Linked DNA regions of Mus musculus: all the other regions are linked to region 1. Evidence: chromatin contacts called from public Hi-C, HiChIP or PLAC-seq and promoter capture Hi-C data. All regions are on one chromosome and are shown on one strand. Each heading gives the region's core, a stretch centred on a gene start, on an enhancer-like site or on the middle of the called end of the contact. The rest is flanking DNA. Distances are from core to core; before and after follow the strand shown.

What was found. Promoter capture Hi-C pulls out the DNA fragments that hold promoters and counts their contacts. A called contact is a pair of places that touch in the nucleus more often than the background predicts. HiChIP or PLAC-seq counts read pairs in DNA pulled down with a chosen protein or histone mark.
Region 2: a contact with region 1 is called in a promoter capture Hi-C map of embryonic stem cells, with 2.1 times the contacts expected there. The contact joins the enhancer-like site here to the promoter of Marchf7 in region 1. A contact is called at or near these places in 3 of 39 promoter capture datasets (embryonic stem cells, hippocampal neurons and pre-B cells) and 3 of 115 datasets of contacts at active chromatin or transcription factors (embryonic stem cells, extraembryonic endoderm stem cells and large pre-B cells).
Region 3: a Hi-C map of uterus shows a contact between it and region 1, with 5 times the contacts expected there. The contact joins the enhancer-like site here to the promoter of Marchf7 in region 1. A contact is called at or near these places in 7 of 39 promoter capture datasets (the 3T3-L1 cell line, frontonasal cranial neural crest, hippocampal neurons and 4 more), 1 of 15 datasets of contacts at CTCF or cohesin (pro-B cells), 4 of 484 Hi-C or Micro-C datasets (cortical neurons, olfactory sensory neurons and uterus) and 7 of 115 datasets of contacts at active chromatin or transcription factors (cardiomyocytes, craniofacial prominence, embryonic forebrain and 4 more).
Region 4: a contact with region 1 is called in an H3K4me3 HiChIP or PLAC-seq map of craniofacial prominence, with 3 times the contacts expected there. The contact joins the enhancer-like site here to the promoter of Marchf7 in region 1. A contact is called at or near these places in 4 of 39 promoter capture datasets (the C10 cell line, embryonic stem cells, hippocampal neurons and 1 more), 2 of 484 Hi-C or Micro-C datasets (cerebral cortex and cortical neurons) and 7 of 115 datasets of contacts at active chromatin or transcription factors (the 230-238 cell line, cardiomyocytes, craniofacial prominence and 4 more).
Region 5: a contact with region 1 is called in a Hi-C map of bone marrow-derived macrophages, with 20 read pairs. The contact joins the enhancer-like site here to the promoter of Marchf7 in region 1. A contact is called at or near these places in 9 of 39 promoter capture datasets (the 3T3-L1 cell line, cranial neural crest, hematopoietic stem and progenitor cells and 5 more), 2 of 15 datasets of contacts at CTCF or cohesin (the NIH/3T3 cell line and pro-B cells), 5 of 484 Hi-C or Micro-C datasets (bone marrow-derived macrophages, centroblasts, cerebral cortex and 2 more), 10 of 115 datasets of contacts at active chromatin or transcription factors (bone marrow-derived macrophages, embryonic forebrain, embryonic limb bud and 6 more) and 5 of 9 other capture datasets (adipose tissue, embryonic stem cells, liver and 2 more).

What each region holds. Positions count from the first base shown.
Region 1 is chr2:60,208,523-60,211,314 of GRCm38.p6, reverse strand. It overlaps Marchf7 (membrane associated ring-CH-type finger 7), which reads right to left and starts at 1,379. Exons shown (of 10, transcript NM_020575.2): 1 at 1,231-1,379. It also overlaps a transcript of Baz2b not described here.
Region 2 is chr2:59,721,846-59,724,637 of GRCm38.p6, reverse strand. The region is part of intron 3 of Tanc1 (tetratricopeptide repeat, ankyrin repeat and coiled-coil containing 1); the gene reads right to left. Among named protein-coding and RNA genes, the nearest start is that of Tanc1, 110 kb to the right of the region's middle. Within about 2 kb of position 1,442, at least 8 of the 459 cell types and tissues checked have an H3K27ac peak or open chromatin away from gene starts, as enhancers often do. A contact at or near this core is called in embryonic stem cells, where this site is marked.
Region 3 is chr2:59,744,888-59,747,679 of GRCm38.p6, reverse strand. All of the region lies in intron 4 of Tanc1 (tetratricopeptide repeat, ankyrin repeat and coiled-coil containing 1), which reads right to left. Among named protein-coding and RNA genes, the nearest start is that of Tanc1, 130 kb to the right of the region's middle. Within about 2 kb of position 1,354, at least 56 of the 459 cell types and tissues checked have an H3K27ac peak or open chromatin away from gene starts, as enhancers often do. A contact at or near this core is called in embryonic stem cells, stem cell-derived epiblast-like cells, trophoblast stem cells and 1 more, where this site is marked.
Region 4 is chr2:59,771,027-59,773,818 of GRCm38.p6, reverse strand. Tanc1 (tetratricopeptide repeat, ankyrin repeat and coiled-coil containing 1) reads right to left here. Exons shown (of 27, transcript NM_198294.3): 6 at 2,557-2,687; 7 at 1,280-1,466. Among named protein-coding and RNA genes, the nearest start is that of Wdsub1, 110 kb to the left of the region's middle. Within about 2 kb of position 1,433, at least 37 of the 459 cell types and tissues checked have an H3K27ac peak or open chromatin away from gene starts, as enhancers often do. A contact at or near this core is called in craniofacial prominence, where this site is marked.
Region 5 is chr2:59,924,034-59,926,825 of GRCm38.p6, reverse strand. Baz2b (bromodomain adjacent to zinc finger domain, 2B) reads left to right here. Exons shown (of 36, transcript NM_001001182.3): 20 at 666-806; 21 at 1,911-2,165. Among named protein-coding and RNA genes, the nearest start is that of Gm52554, 43 kb to the right of the region's middle. Within about 2 kb of position 1,370, at least 3 of the 459 cell types and tissues checked have an H3K27ac peak or open chromatin away from gene starts, as enhancers often do. A contact at or near this core is called in bone marrow-derived macrophages, where this site is marked.

The DNA of each region.
Region 1 (2,792 bases), core at 130-2,629:
GCTCAGAAGGCTTAAGCAAGAGTATCTTACCTTAGAGGTGGGTCTGGATAACATCATGAGTTCAGTGCCAGCGGGAAACACAAGGTAAGAGCCCTCTAATCAACCCATAAAAACATGAAGCTATAGGGACACAACTCACAAAGTCCAAGTTTCGTTCTGACCAGAATGCTTGATGATAAAACTTGGTGGTAAATTCCTTCTGTTTGAAGTCATTAAAAATCCACAGTACAAGTATTATGCCCTGTAGTGTGCCTGCTCTGCTGACTGCTTCACACACTATCTCCTTAAAAAAGGCATCCCAGGAGTCGGGGGTGGAGGGGACTCATCTCAACTAGGAGATCTTAAGAGGTAAAATAACTATGGTCATGGCGATGCCAGAGTTTCTGGTTCCATTGCGACTGCCTCAGCACAACTGCTGCTTCTCTCACTCACACACACACACAAAAGCTCCTCAAAAGGAAATACTGACCCCATTTCGGGTTATCTTGTGAGACTACATAGGATCTACCTTTTTTAGTGAGAGTACTATTGTTTGTCAATCAGGACGGTATCTCGGTACTCACCCCTACGTTCTGGATACAAACGGGGGAGGGGGGGTGGGACTTAAAAAATAAGGACACTGAAGACAATAAAAACACACACACACAAACTACAGAATGGCGTGTGACCCGGACCCGCTCTTTAAACTGTTTTCACACTGATCGTGACGTCATGTTTATGACCCACACGGATTTCCACCCCCATATACCAACACGTACTTTTGTAGGGGGGTGGAGAAGGAGGGTGTTCACTGTAGTGGTTTCGGGGTGTGTGTGTGTGTGTGTGCGTGCGCGCTCTTCACTACGCAGTTTCTCCAAGGTGAGGGTGCATTTTACTACTCACACCTTGCGTGTCTAGAGTCGGCCCCTTACACCCGTGTCTCGCCCCGGGTCAGGAGAGCCAGCCTTCCTGCCTCACATGCCCGTGTCACGCCACTCCCGGTGCGGGGCCACCGAGAGGCCTACCTCCCTCCACCTACTCCGAGGGGACTGGGGGAAACCGACCGAAATCCCGGGTGAGCCGACCCCGCACTACGGCCGCCCGGCGCCGCAGGTCGTCGCGGGTCCCCGAGGGACGCGCACCATCTGCCCGCCCGCCCGCCCGCCCTGCCCCCGGGGTCCCGGGTGGGGGTGGGGGTGGCTCGCACTCCAGCGCTCCCCTCCCCCCCACGCCGCCGCCGCCGCTCTTTACCCTCTTCCACCGAGCACTCCGCTGCAGGGAGTGTCGCGCTCGCCGCAGCCACACCGCCGCCGCCTTCCTCGCTGGGCTCGGCTCGGCTCTCGGGCTACCGGCAGAGAAGTCGGCGACGAAGCACAATGGCGGCCGCCCCTCCGGATGCGCCGCAGAAGTGGCCGCCGCCGTTGGCAGCCCCGCCCTTCCTCCTCCCCCGCCCCCTGCGCGCTCGCTCGCCCGCTTCTCGCGAGAGCCGCGGCGGCGGCGGCGCTGGCGGCGCTGCGGGGGAGCCGGGAGCTGCGGGCGGGCTAGACGTGCCCCGCCGCGGGGTGGTGCTCTGACTGCGGCAGCCGTTGAGGGCCGCCTCGGGGGAAGCTGCGAGGCGCCACGGTAAGCGGCCGCAGACGGTCGGCGACGTGCGGGCGTGCGGGCGCCCGGAGCGGCGCGGCGCGGGAGGCCGGGCGGGCCGGTCGCCGCCCGCAGTGCGAGGGGCTTCGGCGCCCGCCTGGCTCCCGCGCCCGCCGCGGGCCCCTACCAGGCCCGCCGCTCCGGGTCCCGCCCGGCTGGTTGCGGGGGTGGATTTTGTTTTCTCTGCGCTCGGCAAGTGGCGCAGGGACTGTTTACGGAATGGAGTCCGACGCTGCCTTTCCCCCACCTCCCCTCGAGCCTCCCCGGCGCGTCCTCCCTGCCCAACCTTGTAGGATTTGACAGCTCTCCCTCCACCTACTACAGCCTTCCGATTGATTCCTACACCCTGCTGCTGGCAGTTTCCCTGGAGTAAATAAGTTGTAGCGACGGGGTATTTGGACGATCACTTCGGAATCTTAAAAAAAAAAAAAAAAAATCGGGCTTTTTAAGCTCTGAGAGCGCAGCTACAGGTTTTGCAGCAGACATTCACTTATTTAGAAAGAGCGAGGGAATCTGTGACGTAGTCTGAGGAATACGAGAAGAAACTTTCAGAAACCACGGTGAATGTGGTTAAACTAAGATGTAAATGAGGACTAAGAAATGCAAGAGAGTATGGGAAAAGCCACAAATTATGTGGCGTTTCAATGATGGACCAAACGCAAGTTGTTTAACGGTAAGTTCTTACTAAAACTTGGAAGCACAGGGAGGGCACTTGGGTTTTTAAGTGACCTATTTGATTTAAGGGTGTTTGTTTCAAAGAATAACTTGGATCTACATAATTCCACTAAGTGACTAAGTGAAATGCTACATATATATATATATATATATATATATATATATATATATACACATATGTATATATACATATATACAGTCAGTAATCATCTCTCATTTTTCTTCACTCATCACTAATAAATTTCGTACAAACTTAAGGGTTTTGGGTTGTTTTTTTTTTTAATTTTGTTAAAGTTGACACCCAGGTGTCATCCTTTTAGGGCATGTAGTAGACAAAGTGTCTGGTAAAGGATAAAATTAAGTACAGATTACTTTTGAGGAGATGTAATTTGTCCTTTTAAGAGAAATAATTGTTCCATTCTGTTTGGCCGTGTAACACCCTTAAGAATCAGAATTCATGGGTTCATATCTCAGCACTTTGTCTGATTACCTTTGTC
Region 2 (2,792 bases), core at 193-2,692, 490 kb after region 1:
GGTTATACCACTCATGACAAGTTGATAAGACTTTAATTTCTAAGAGCTACATTCTTAGAATATAATTCCCATATACCAGACATACTTCTTTAAACAATTTCTCCTGATCACTCTTGAACTCCACTGCCTGCAGGGGAACTCAAGCTTTACCACAAAAGCATGAGTTAATTCTGTCAGGAGGCCTTCTGTACCACTCAACTGCCACACAAGGTCCAAAGCCAGGAACTCTCTGGACTTCCAGCCCGAGTCTGCTTCCTCCAATATGGGAATCCCAATGGAAGACCTGGACTGCACCCACAGGGCTTCCTGGCCTCACTTTTCTCTTTTCAGATCCCACCTACTCTTCCCTCACTGAACCCCGGCCAACCCCAACCCATCACAACGCTCAATTCTGAGCAGGTTCCCCTAGGATCTAACCCCCAAAGGAACCTGGGAACAAACTAGCACACCATTATGAAATCAAACTTTCAAGAATAAGCAGATTCTCCAATATATAGGATGTACCTATAGTGTACAAAGGATACAGGGATACAGGATGCACCTATAGTGTACAAAGAATACAGGGATACAGGATGCACCTATAGTGTACAAAGAATACAGGGATACAGGATGCACCTATAGTGTACAAAGGATACAGGGAGGGATACAGGATGCAATTATAGTGTACAAAAGATACAGGGATACAGGCCTCTCCAACATAGAGGATGCAACTATAGTGTACAAAGAATACAGGGATACAGGATGCAACTATAGTGTACAGAAGATACAGGGATACAGGCCTCTCCAATATAGAGGATGCAATTATAGTGTACAAAAGATACAGGGATACAGGATGCAATTATAGTATACAAAGGATACAGGGATACAGGCCTCTCCAATATAGAGGATGCAACTATAGTGTACAAAGAATACAGGGATATAGGATGCAACTATAGTGTACAGAAGATACAGGGATACAGGCCTCTCCAACATAGAGGATGCAATTATAGTATACAAGGAATACAGGGACACAGGCCTCAGCAGGGACGAGCCTCTTAGAGAAGAAGCGTAGCTGGTTAAATGCACTCAGATGATACACTTTCCTCCTATCTTGCCCCTCCCCCAAGTTGGCCGCCTCACCCCAAGTCACATTCCTCAGAATGCACCAAGAAGCAACCAAGGACAGCAAAGAAACTTGAGTCATCACTCCATAGATTACAAACCATCTTCAAAGTTCTAAATTATAGACAGTAGAATTCGGAGGAGACACGTAAGTTTTCCATAAGCAAAACCTGTCTGTCTGACAAAGACTCTTTCCAACTAGGCTTTGTCATGACTTCCTGGCTACAAAAGAAACCCATGTACCACCCTTGGGGGTGGGGGGATGAACCCTCTGAGATGTCTAGCCAAGCAGGCACTCTTTTTTTTTCCCCCCCCAGATCTCTGTGCATAAGGCCAGAAAGGGATGTGACCCAAACCACCATTATTCATGCTATACTGCTGTGCTGGCTTTTCACATGGGAAGGGCTGTTAACCCTGCCCCAGCCTGGGGGAACACACTGAAGCCTTGGCTTCGCAAGCAACTCAAAGGTGACAGAGCTGTCAAGGGCAAAGCTGTGGGCAAGCTGGCAGAGTCAGCAAAGAATCTTCAGCCTCACCTGGGCCAACTACACTCGAGGCATTTCAATAAACCTGAGACACTGATGAGTTATCACTAATTGCCCAGGCCACTCATTTGAAGAGGGAAGAAATACACAATTACTAGACAGCCCTCACTAGAATTACAAACACACTAAAGGCAGGTGGCCAAGGCATTCTACCCCTAAGAGGGGAGGGTAAACAGGAGTTAGTTAGTAGAGGCCCCTTATATTGTCCAGGTGAACAGGAGAGGTCCCTGCCTTGGACCGTTACACCCCCTGGACTCTTGACGATACCACCTCTTGAGATCTATAGCCAGTGCATGAGGCACCCTGACTACCACTTCTGTGGCTACAACCAGAGCACATTTCCCAACGGGGCTGTATGCTTATACTCAGAAGAGATTCATGAGAGCTTCCGGCACTTACTTTCTCTGTCTCACAACTAGTTCCATGACCAGATCCTACTACCATTCGGTTCTATAAGCAGATACAGCATCTACAAGATTTAGGCAACAGGAGTCGGACAAGAACATATAAGTAGTTACACCCCCACAGTTACTGAGGATAGCGGAGCAGCAGGCAAGGCTGATTTTCCATGTGTTTGAGGAGAGAGCTACATGGCCTCATGTACTACCTAAGTCACAGACTTGGTCTGTAAATGGCAGCGAGGTGGCCCGCTAGGCCATAAGGAATAGTCTCCCTACCCACTTGGAAAGATTTCTGACCTACACGTGCAAACCCAGACTTTCAGTCCCTTCCTTTTGATTGGAACACAAAGAAATGGAAATACACACACCATTGCCAGAAACTTTCTAAAAAGTTAAGCTTGTTCCTGAGAAAAGGGTCACTATCTCAGAGACAGAATTCTCTAACACAGAACAAGAGAAATTAGGGGCTGGAGTGCAGATTTAAAGCATTTCCTAATCACAAATCCTGCCCGTAAACTTTGTTTGTATCGAGCAAAGCAAATATTTTCATTAACTGCAAGTCTGTAAGACAGAGCCTCCAAGGCATGTGGCAGCCATGAGGACCCTCGGCCTTGGGACCAGCTGGGCTCCAGCTCTTTGATTTTATGTAGGCTGCAATAAAAATGGAACTTAGAGACGGGGTTGGGGGAGGGGGCTTCCATTCCAGCTTTGACTTTGCCATCTCCTGACGGTATCTGTCCCAAAC
Region 3 (2,792 bases), core at 105-2,604, 460 kb after region 1:
TCTCCCTTTCCTTTGGCAAGGGATGTGGACATGTGTGCAGAGTAACTTAGAAAGTTTTCACGAGGCCTTCAGGCAACACTGTGTTAGAAGTGTGTAATAAGGTAAGACACGTCCCCAATCAAGTCACTTGATTTCTAGAGGCTTACAGAAACTGGGGTTAGGATAAGAAACCTAAGGTGAGGAACCAACTGGAATCATCCAGACAGGTCCCACACACATGGGTGTTAGTATGAGAAAGGAGGGGATAAGACTGCCACAGAAGTAGAGAGAGGAGGGTGTGGCCATCAGGAGCTACAGAAGGTAAGCATTTTCCCAGACAAGTACTCTATGGACGGTGCCTGCGGCTCAGAGAGACAAACAGCTGAAACCACCAAATGGAGATAACACGCCACCGTAGCCCCAGGAAACACCTACACTTCAATACCAACATGGGAGCACCACCATGCCCAACTCCTCCCAGCCCCTCCCCCACGAGGGGAACTTCATGGCACCAAGGTACTTGAAGGTAATGTGCACTGCTAAAAAGAAAGGGCAGTAGGTATCTTGTTTCAACTATTATATGTTTGACGGGGCTCCGTACTCGAAGCCAACTTTAATCCTGACATAGTAACACGCATTTTCTGTCCCTAATCTCACCTCTCCTGCGTTGAGTTTATCAGCTGTCCTACAACCTAAGCAGAGTTTACACTAAATGAAGAGCTGAAATAAACTCAGAGCAGCAACACGATAGTTATTTAGGAGCATGCTTGTCACTTCTACCACAACCACAGAGTATGTCTAGTAGAGAATTCCTAGTCTTAAAAAAAAAAAAAAAAGAAGTGTAGTAAACGGTAAAGACTGAGCCAGCCTTCACGTCCTACCAGAATTGTGTGAGTCTCAGTCTCAGGTGATATTCATGTTAAATATGATTTTAGATTAATTAATAAATGCAAGGCTCAGAAACTGAGTTTAAATGCTATGGAAAACATGCTCTAAATTGTAAATAGAAAACACTGAAAGCAATGTAAGATTCATTTTAGAGATGAAAGGCTCATCTTAAAATAGTCTCTCGACCTGGTGAGGTCAAGCCTTCCTTTCAAAATATTAGTGGAAGGAAAGGGATTCTTGAACTCCAGGTCCCTCCTTGTTCTCCAGCTCCTACCCAGGTGGCAAGGCTACCCATCATGCATCATTGCCCATGTCCTTGAAAGTACAAGGCAGCTCGCTGCTGTGCTGTGTTGGCTGTCTTGAGGAAGCACGCTGGCCTCAACCACAAAGCCATCTCGGCAGTCAGGACCTTACTGTACAGGGTCAGTAAGTGGAAGAGCAGACTGGGCTTGTGTCTGACACACAGGCTTGATAGTGAGATCTCTGAAAAGCACACACCTTCTGCGCGCTGAAACATCTGCAGACACCATGCAGTGATGTTCTGGGCGGGGCGATTAGTCACCATTCCCCTGGCAGGGACCCAGATCACTGCAACCTCCTCAGCAGTGGGGCTGACTCTGTCAGTGTTCTGGGTTCAAGACAACAGAAAGGCGGCTTTCTACCCTGAACACACCACAGCCCAGGTGCCTGCGGGGCTTTTATTAGCGAAAGCTGCTACAATGTATCTGATTATCCTACTAAAGCTGAGTGAGATTGACATAAGGTTGAAGCTTTCAAAAACGTGTGTGCACAGGATAGCCATGCCTGTGTTCACGCAGAGGCCAGGAGAGGGCACCGGGTCCCTCAGAGTTGGGGCTAGAGTTAACAGGCACTTGCCAGACAAGAATGCAGGAATCCAAACTCCTTGTGTCCTTGTGACTGAGCAGAAACCACTGTTAATCCCAGGTTACTTCCTTTTGTTTTTAGAACAACTATAACTCATGTATCTTTTATCTAAACTTGGTAATAACACAATATATACCAAAGTAGCGGCCTCCCTTTAAAGAACAAAACTATTTTTCTTTTTAAAACTTGCTGCTTGAACAGTTAAGAGTTTCAGAATTTAGAAGGCATTGTTCCTGGAAGACTCAGTATTTACCACAAGGTGGCGCTGCTCCGATGCCAGTTTCAGACAAAAGCTCTGAGGCTTGCTGGGAAAGGTTTCTTCACCATCAAGGCAAGAAATGGTCGCCACCCTAAGCAGGATGAAGTCCTGGATGTTTTTAAGGTTTTAGGTAACACGTATATGCTTAGCAGTTACACTAAGGAGTTCAGTCTCAGAGGCAACAACTTCCTGCCCATTGTACACTTGGCCTAACAGAACAGACCCTGGATAGCCGCAGCACACCCAGCTTCACGGAGAGCCACCCAGGCACCAAAGCGGATGCAAAGGCCTGAGTGCTCCTCGTTACTCAGGGGAAAATCTGAAAGTCCGTGCACACTTAAATCTGTACTGGAATAAATGAACGGGGAAAGAGACAGCTCTCAAGATACAGAATAATCGCCAACAATTTATATAGATACTCCATGCTCAGAAGTGACGGGCTTTGCTCCAAGCCTTACCTGTGGGCTTCGCACAGTGCCCATGCAGAGAATAAAGTGTCTTCTTTATGTGGTGGACGGAGACAAGGAGAGAAGAAGACAGGGTAGGTTCAGTGTAGAAAGTGAACAGCCACAACCTTGGCTGGATGACGAAGATCAACCAAGAGAGGCGAACTACACTGTTGGTACACACCTTCGACTCCGCGGGATAAAGAGGTCACCCCAAACTCCTAAGTCCTGGCTGATGGTGAGAAAAACATCAGACACGTTCCAATAAGCAGGCACTCTACAAAATATCATACCCAAGCCACCAGGGTCATTAAAACAAAGAATGTCTGAGAAAC
Region 4 (2,792 bases), core at 184-2,683, 440 kb after region 1:
GTAGACCAGGCTGGCCTCAAACTCAGAAATCCACCTGCCTCTGCCTCCTGAGTGCTGGAATTAAAGGCGTGCACCACCACGCCCGGCGTAGATTACATTTTGAAACCGAAATGAGTGCAACATGAAACGGATCCGTAAGAGTTCGGTCCCACCGAGATCAGCCTCCTGGCTGTAGCTGGGTCCTCCCCAATACATGCAGAGATCTACAGCGGGACCCCAGTACTTTCACGGGTGTGGGGTTCAGGAGCATCTTCAAAGTCTGAACTGGATAAACGCATGATTTGGTTTTTAAATTATACTTGGATGAAAGCGCAAGTGACCAGAGAACACGGAGCTCAGAGGTCTATTTGACTACGTATTAATGTGACTATGGAGCTGATGAAAGATGGCACATAACGGCTCCTCAAAGACATGGCCATAGCCCAGCAAAGGGAAGGCCGGGAACTGTTCAGAAGAGGCCCACTGTGATATCAACATGATTGTACAGCAGAAGGCTCGAGTGACGCCTTTGGGTCCCACCCGACTGTACCCGTCTGCTGGTGGAAAGCAGACACCCTAGATCACTGCTCTGCCACCGCTGAGCACGCCTGCAGGATCATACGAACAATCAGTCCAGGCTGGGGTACGGAAATGAACACTCTCAGAGTCACTGGATTCTAATATCGCACAGGTCTACGGGCTAACGAATTAGCTGAAATCCTTGGTTTTCTAGACAAGGAAGTATGTGAAGGAGTTAATTCAATATTGCTCAAGCCCATTAGAATTCAGTCTTCAACTCAGCAGGACTGCATCTACCAGGAGGCCCAGGAAGGCTTTCTTAGAAAACCCTGGCCTCAAAACAGTGACCAGATCCCATTATAAGCAACATTCAGAGAACACAAGCCCCATAGGTCATCAGGCGGGAAAGCAACCTTGAGATCTGGTTGTGAAAACTGCTTTATTTGCAGGCATTTCATTACCCTGCTGTGGTGCCCTAAGGGGACCTAATGCAAAGGAATGAAGTGACCGGGAAGGTGGGAGGGGTTTTGTTTTTGTTTTTGTTTTAAGAAAAAAAAAAAGCATATGGGTGCAGTGATATAAAATAAACATCAAGGAATAGAGAAGCTAAAATTCATTCTCTTGGCTGCAGGCAGCCCCCGAGTTGTCAGCAGTAAGGGGGGCGGGGGGTGTGTCTACAGTTTGACCTTCACGGGCCACAAGGAACCCTCTCACGAGGTGGCTATAGTGCTCCGGCTGCCATGCATCGGGCCGTTACATTGCCAGGTAGTGTGCTTCTTACCTATAATTCCACTGTCCTTGCTTTCCAGGGTGGAACTGGGGCTGCTAATGGTCTCGCAGGGACTTTTGCTGGCTGCCGTCTTGCTGACACAGCTATTCAAGGTCGAGCAGGGGCTGTCGGTGCTGGGAGAGGCAGTGCTGCTTGTGAGTGTGGAACAAGGGCTGATGCCTTGACTCAGGGCTGTGCACTGCAAGGGGAAGGGAGGGAGGGAGGGAGAGAGGGAGGGAGGGGTTAACACGGCTTACACAGTATGTGTGCTTCAACACATGTTTTTGTTTTGGACGCCAAAATGATGAAACTTAAACACAAGACAAACGGAGACATTTTTTTTTAACTTCTGTAGCTAAATAGGGACAGACACGATTTTCCAAAATGCTTAAAAGAGATGTGTCTTTCTTTGTTCTGGTTGCCTCCTTTGAGGTTTCAACTAAAAGGGCAGTCTTAGCAATGCTTCAGTGGGAACACAAATTCATAAAACAGAGATGGCCAACAGGCAGACTTCCTTTCATTTAAAGCCTCAAGAAGACAAATGGGTTATTTGACCTCTGTGCGGGGAAACCTGGGGACCATGTTTCTATAATGTTTCACAAGCACGGCAGCCTGACTTTATTCCTCAAGATTTATAAGCTGTGTGTTCAGGAAAGGAGACTGGTGACCACTGCAGTCTCCATCAACGCCCTCCCCCGCCACCCTCCGCCCCAGCCATGCCTCCTCACAGAGACCCTGGGTGGAGGGAGGCAGAAGTCCCAACTCCTTGCACTGCTACTTGCACATTCACAGGTGGCGGGAGCCTGGTGGCTGGGTTCCCTGAGACGGAGTGCGTCTCCCTGAAGGGTGAGACATTTGATTCTCTCCCATTTTGTCTCTACCTCATCTCCTATCAATATTCTCTTCACCCCACTGACTTCCCCCTCACCCCCCATCCCAACAGCTGAGAGAGCACAGAAAACCACAGACCAAAGCAGTTCGTGAGAGTAACGGTGCTCTCAAGACAGAAGTACCCTTATTACAAGACGACATGTAGCTGATATTCTCTGGGCCATGGCTGTAAGGTTAATATGGACATTTTCTTAAGTTCTGATCCCTTCTGTTTGTCCTTAACAATTTCCACCACTATCCCCAGCTGAGACCCAGAAACTAACTGTTGTATTAAATTTCAAAACACAAGTGCCCAGAACTCATTTGACCAAACAGTAATGAGAGCCCCACTCTCCCACACGTGCCGGTAGGGTGCATGCTGAGCATGTAGGAAATGCAGCTTCTTCCTCTGGCATTACCATGGCTTCATTTTTGTCTTCAATGGTTATGTGTGTGGCGCTCGGGATCCCCTCTCCCAGTAGAAATCCCAGCCTTGTCAACAGTTCTTGAGCTGCTGGAGAGCAGCTCGGTTCATTATCAGCCTTCGCTTCTGGAACAAAGAAAGACAACAGTGAAGATTCCCGAATGGGGAGTTCTGGCTTCCGCATCTGGACGAGCCGGCACTCCAGCTGCCTGTCTGACGCTCTTATGCCCC
Region 5 (2,792 bases), core at 121-2,620, 280 kb after region 1:
CCCTTGAAGAGCTGCTCCTGAAAGTTCACATTCAGGTCCTCTTAATGTCACTCCCTGGCACATCCTGCAGCCACAGCTTGCTGATAGCAGTTATCTCAGCTTTTACAGATGCCATAGATTTTCATACAAAGACAAAAGGCCAAACAAGTTTTGGATAACAGAAGTCTTCGTTGAATCTAGTATCAAGGGTATATAGTCCTGAGATTTAAAAGTTTTTGGTTAGATATTAAAGATGTATAATATGATTACCAACCATAATTTAGTTAAAAATTCAGTAGCTGCCAGTGATGAAGGAAAGGCTCGGTGGTTCAGGATGCCTGCTGCTCTTGCAGAGGACCATGGTCCGTTTCTAGTGCCCACATCAGGCAGCCTGTAAGTGCCTATAACTCAGCTCAGGGGCTCGGGAGTGTATGGCTGAGGTGAGAACTGAGCAGAGCCACACAGATGTGCACATATGCTCAGGCTTGTTAAGCTACCCAGAGGTTGGAATACTTAAAACAGAGTAAGTCGTGTTGCTGTGTAATTCTAAACTTGTTCCTAGGCTTCCTAGGGTGATTTTGTTCGTTGAAACAATAATAATCTGATCACTGTTGAAATACCTCCACTAGAGTGTTTTCAAACACTTGTAAGGATTAAATGCTCGTGTGCATGATTTTGTCTTTAAGGAAAAAGAACGATTGAAGCAAGAGAAACGTGATGAGAAAAGATTGAATAAGGAACGCAAACTAGAGCAGCGGAGACTGGAGTTAGAAATGGCGAAGGAGCTAAAGAAACCTAAGGAAGACATGTGCTTAGCAGACCAAAAGGTGACTCCTGCCATGCCCTCCTCCAGTTGTCTCACCAGATCCCTTTTTCCAGAACAACCATTAGTTTCCAAGCCTAGGTCAACTGTCCCTGTGGTGGCAGCCACTGTGTCACTGAAAACCTCTCACTTTTCATAACTAAGCCATGGAAACCAGCAAGGAAAGGTCAGGGAAGCAGACGTGCTCCGTGGCTGTGTTACACTGCGCGGACACTGAGGCACAGAAAGGCTTCACACCGCAGAGTCCTTAGTGAATTAGAGTGAGCTGTGAATTCTCCGGTACATTAGCAGAAACTTAGCTGTTAGCCAACCTTTAAAGGAGGTGTTTACTACATGCTTGGTACAGTTCTAAGTACCAACAGGAACCCCTTGGTACTAGTTTCATGTGTTTGGATATTTACATTTTCCTAACCAGCATGGGTCTTTCCTGTAAGTCAGCTAACACACTTACTAAATTTACAGTGACCAGGCTTTTAAAATTCGAACTGGATGCTATTTTCTTGCAACTTCTCTTTTCACTTAAGTCATGTGAATTATCAAAAATATATTTAGTTAAACCCAGAACAGAAGAGGAAGAAATTCTCCAGCCAACCAGCTTAGCCAAATTGATGAGCATCCGGTTCAGTGGGAGGCTCTGTTTCAAAAAGTGAAGTGCGTGCATAAATGTGGGGAATGGCTGGTGGGATTGCTCAATGAGAAAGTGTTTGCGATCAAGCCTGACAATTTGTATTCGATCCTCCAGAGCCCATGTGATAGAAGGAGAAAATCTACTCACATTGTTGCAAGCACATACCTGCATACATGCACCACACACAGACAGACCAGTAACTTGCATGCTCATATCTGTACATGTAGAACACAAACAGGTAGGAAGGTAGGTGGATGGATGGATGGATGGATGGATGGATGGATGGATAGATGATAGATAGATAGATAGATAGATAGATAGATAGATAGATAGATGTTTAGTAAGGTAGAGAGCAACTGAGGAAGGCACTTAGTGTCAACATGTGTGCATACACTTGAATTCATACATAATGCTGTATGTACAAATAAGGTCCTGGTTTGATTTTTAAACTTTTCAATTTTACCTGTGTTCTCCTTGCAGCCCTTGCCAGAGTGGCCTCGCATCCCGGGACTTGTGCTCTCTGGAACCACATTTTCAGACTGTCTCATGGTGGTGCAGTTCTTACGAAACTTTGGTAAAGTTTTGGGCTTTGATGTGAATATTGATGTTCCAAACCTCAGTGTTCTTCAAGAGGGATTGCTAAATATAGGGGACAGCATGGGTGAAGTACAAGACTTGCTTGTGAGGCTCCTCTCAGCTGCTGTATGTGATCCAGGTCTAATTACAGGATACAAGGTAAAAACTCCAAACTATAACCAACTGTTTTAAGTGTGTACTCTACATGCGTTTCTAGTTAACTTTCATGGTAGCAGAAGAGTGTGTTGATTTCTCTCTATCTCATTGCTTCCCTATATATATGTCTTGGAATTAATGGAATTATTTATAATAGGTTGCAATTAGCAAATGTAGAAGAATCTTGCTAGACCTTAAGAATATGAACCAGACCGTCTCTCAGTTACTCTCTATTGTTCTAGCTATAGGCAAAGTCCCAGTCAACTTAAGGAAATCGTCCAGTGATGTATGTCAAAAACAGAATTCATATTTATGAAGGACTTAGAACTTGCATGCTTATTCTAAGTTTTCCTTTGTCAGTTGCTATGAACAATAGGCTGAATCATCAGTTAAGGTGCTGACTCTATAGTGGTCATAGGCACTCCCTGTTCCCAGTCATTTGTTCTGCTCACATGCACACTCCAGGGAGTTTGGCTTTAGATAGGACGGTAAAAGGATAAGCTTCCAGATGCAGTGGTCTCCCCGTATGCCTATGTGTTGGTCTTACCTATAAAACATGTGCCATACATAAAGGGGTAAAATAGTCACCATGCCTTTGATCAGCCTTACTCTGCCAGGAGTTAGAAAACA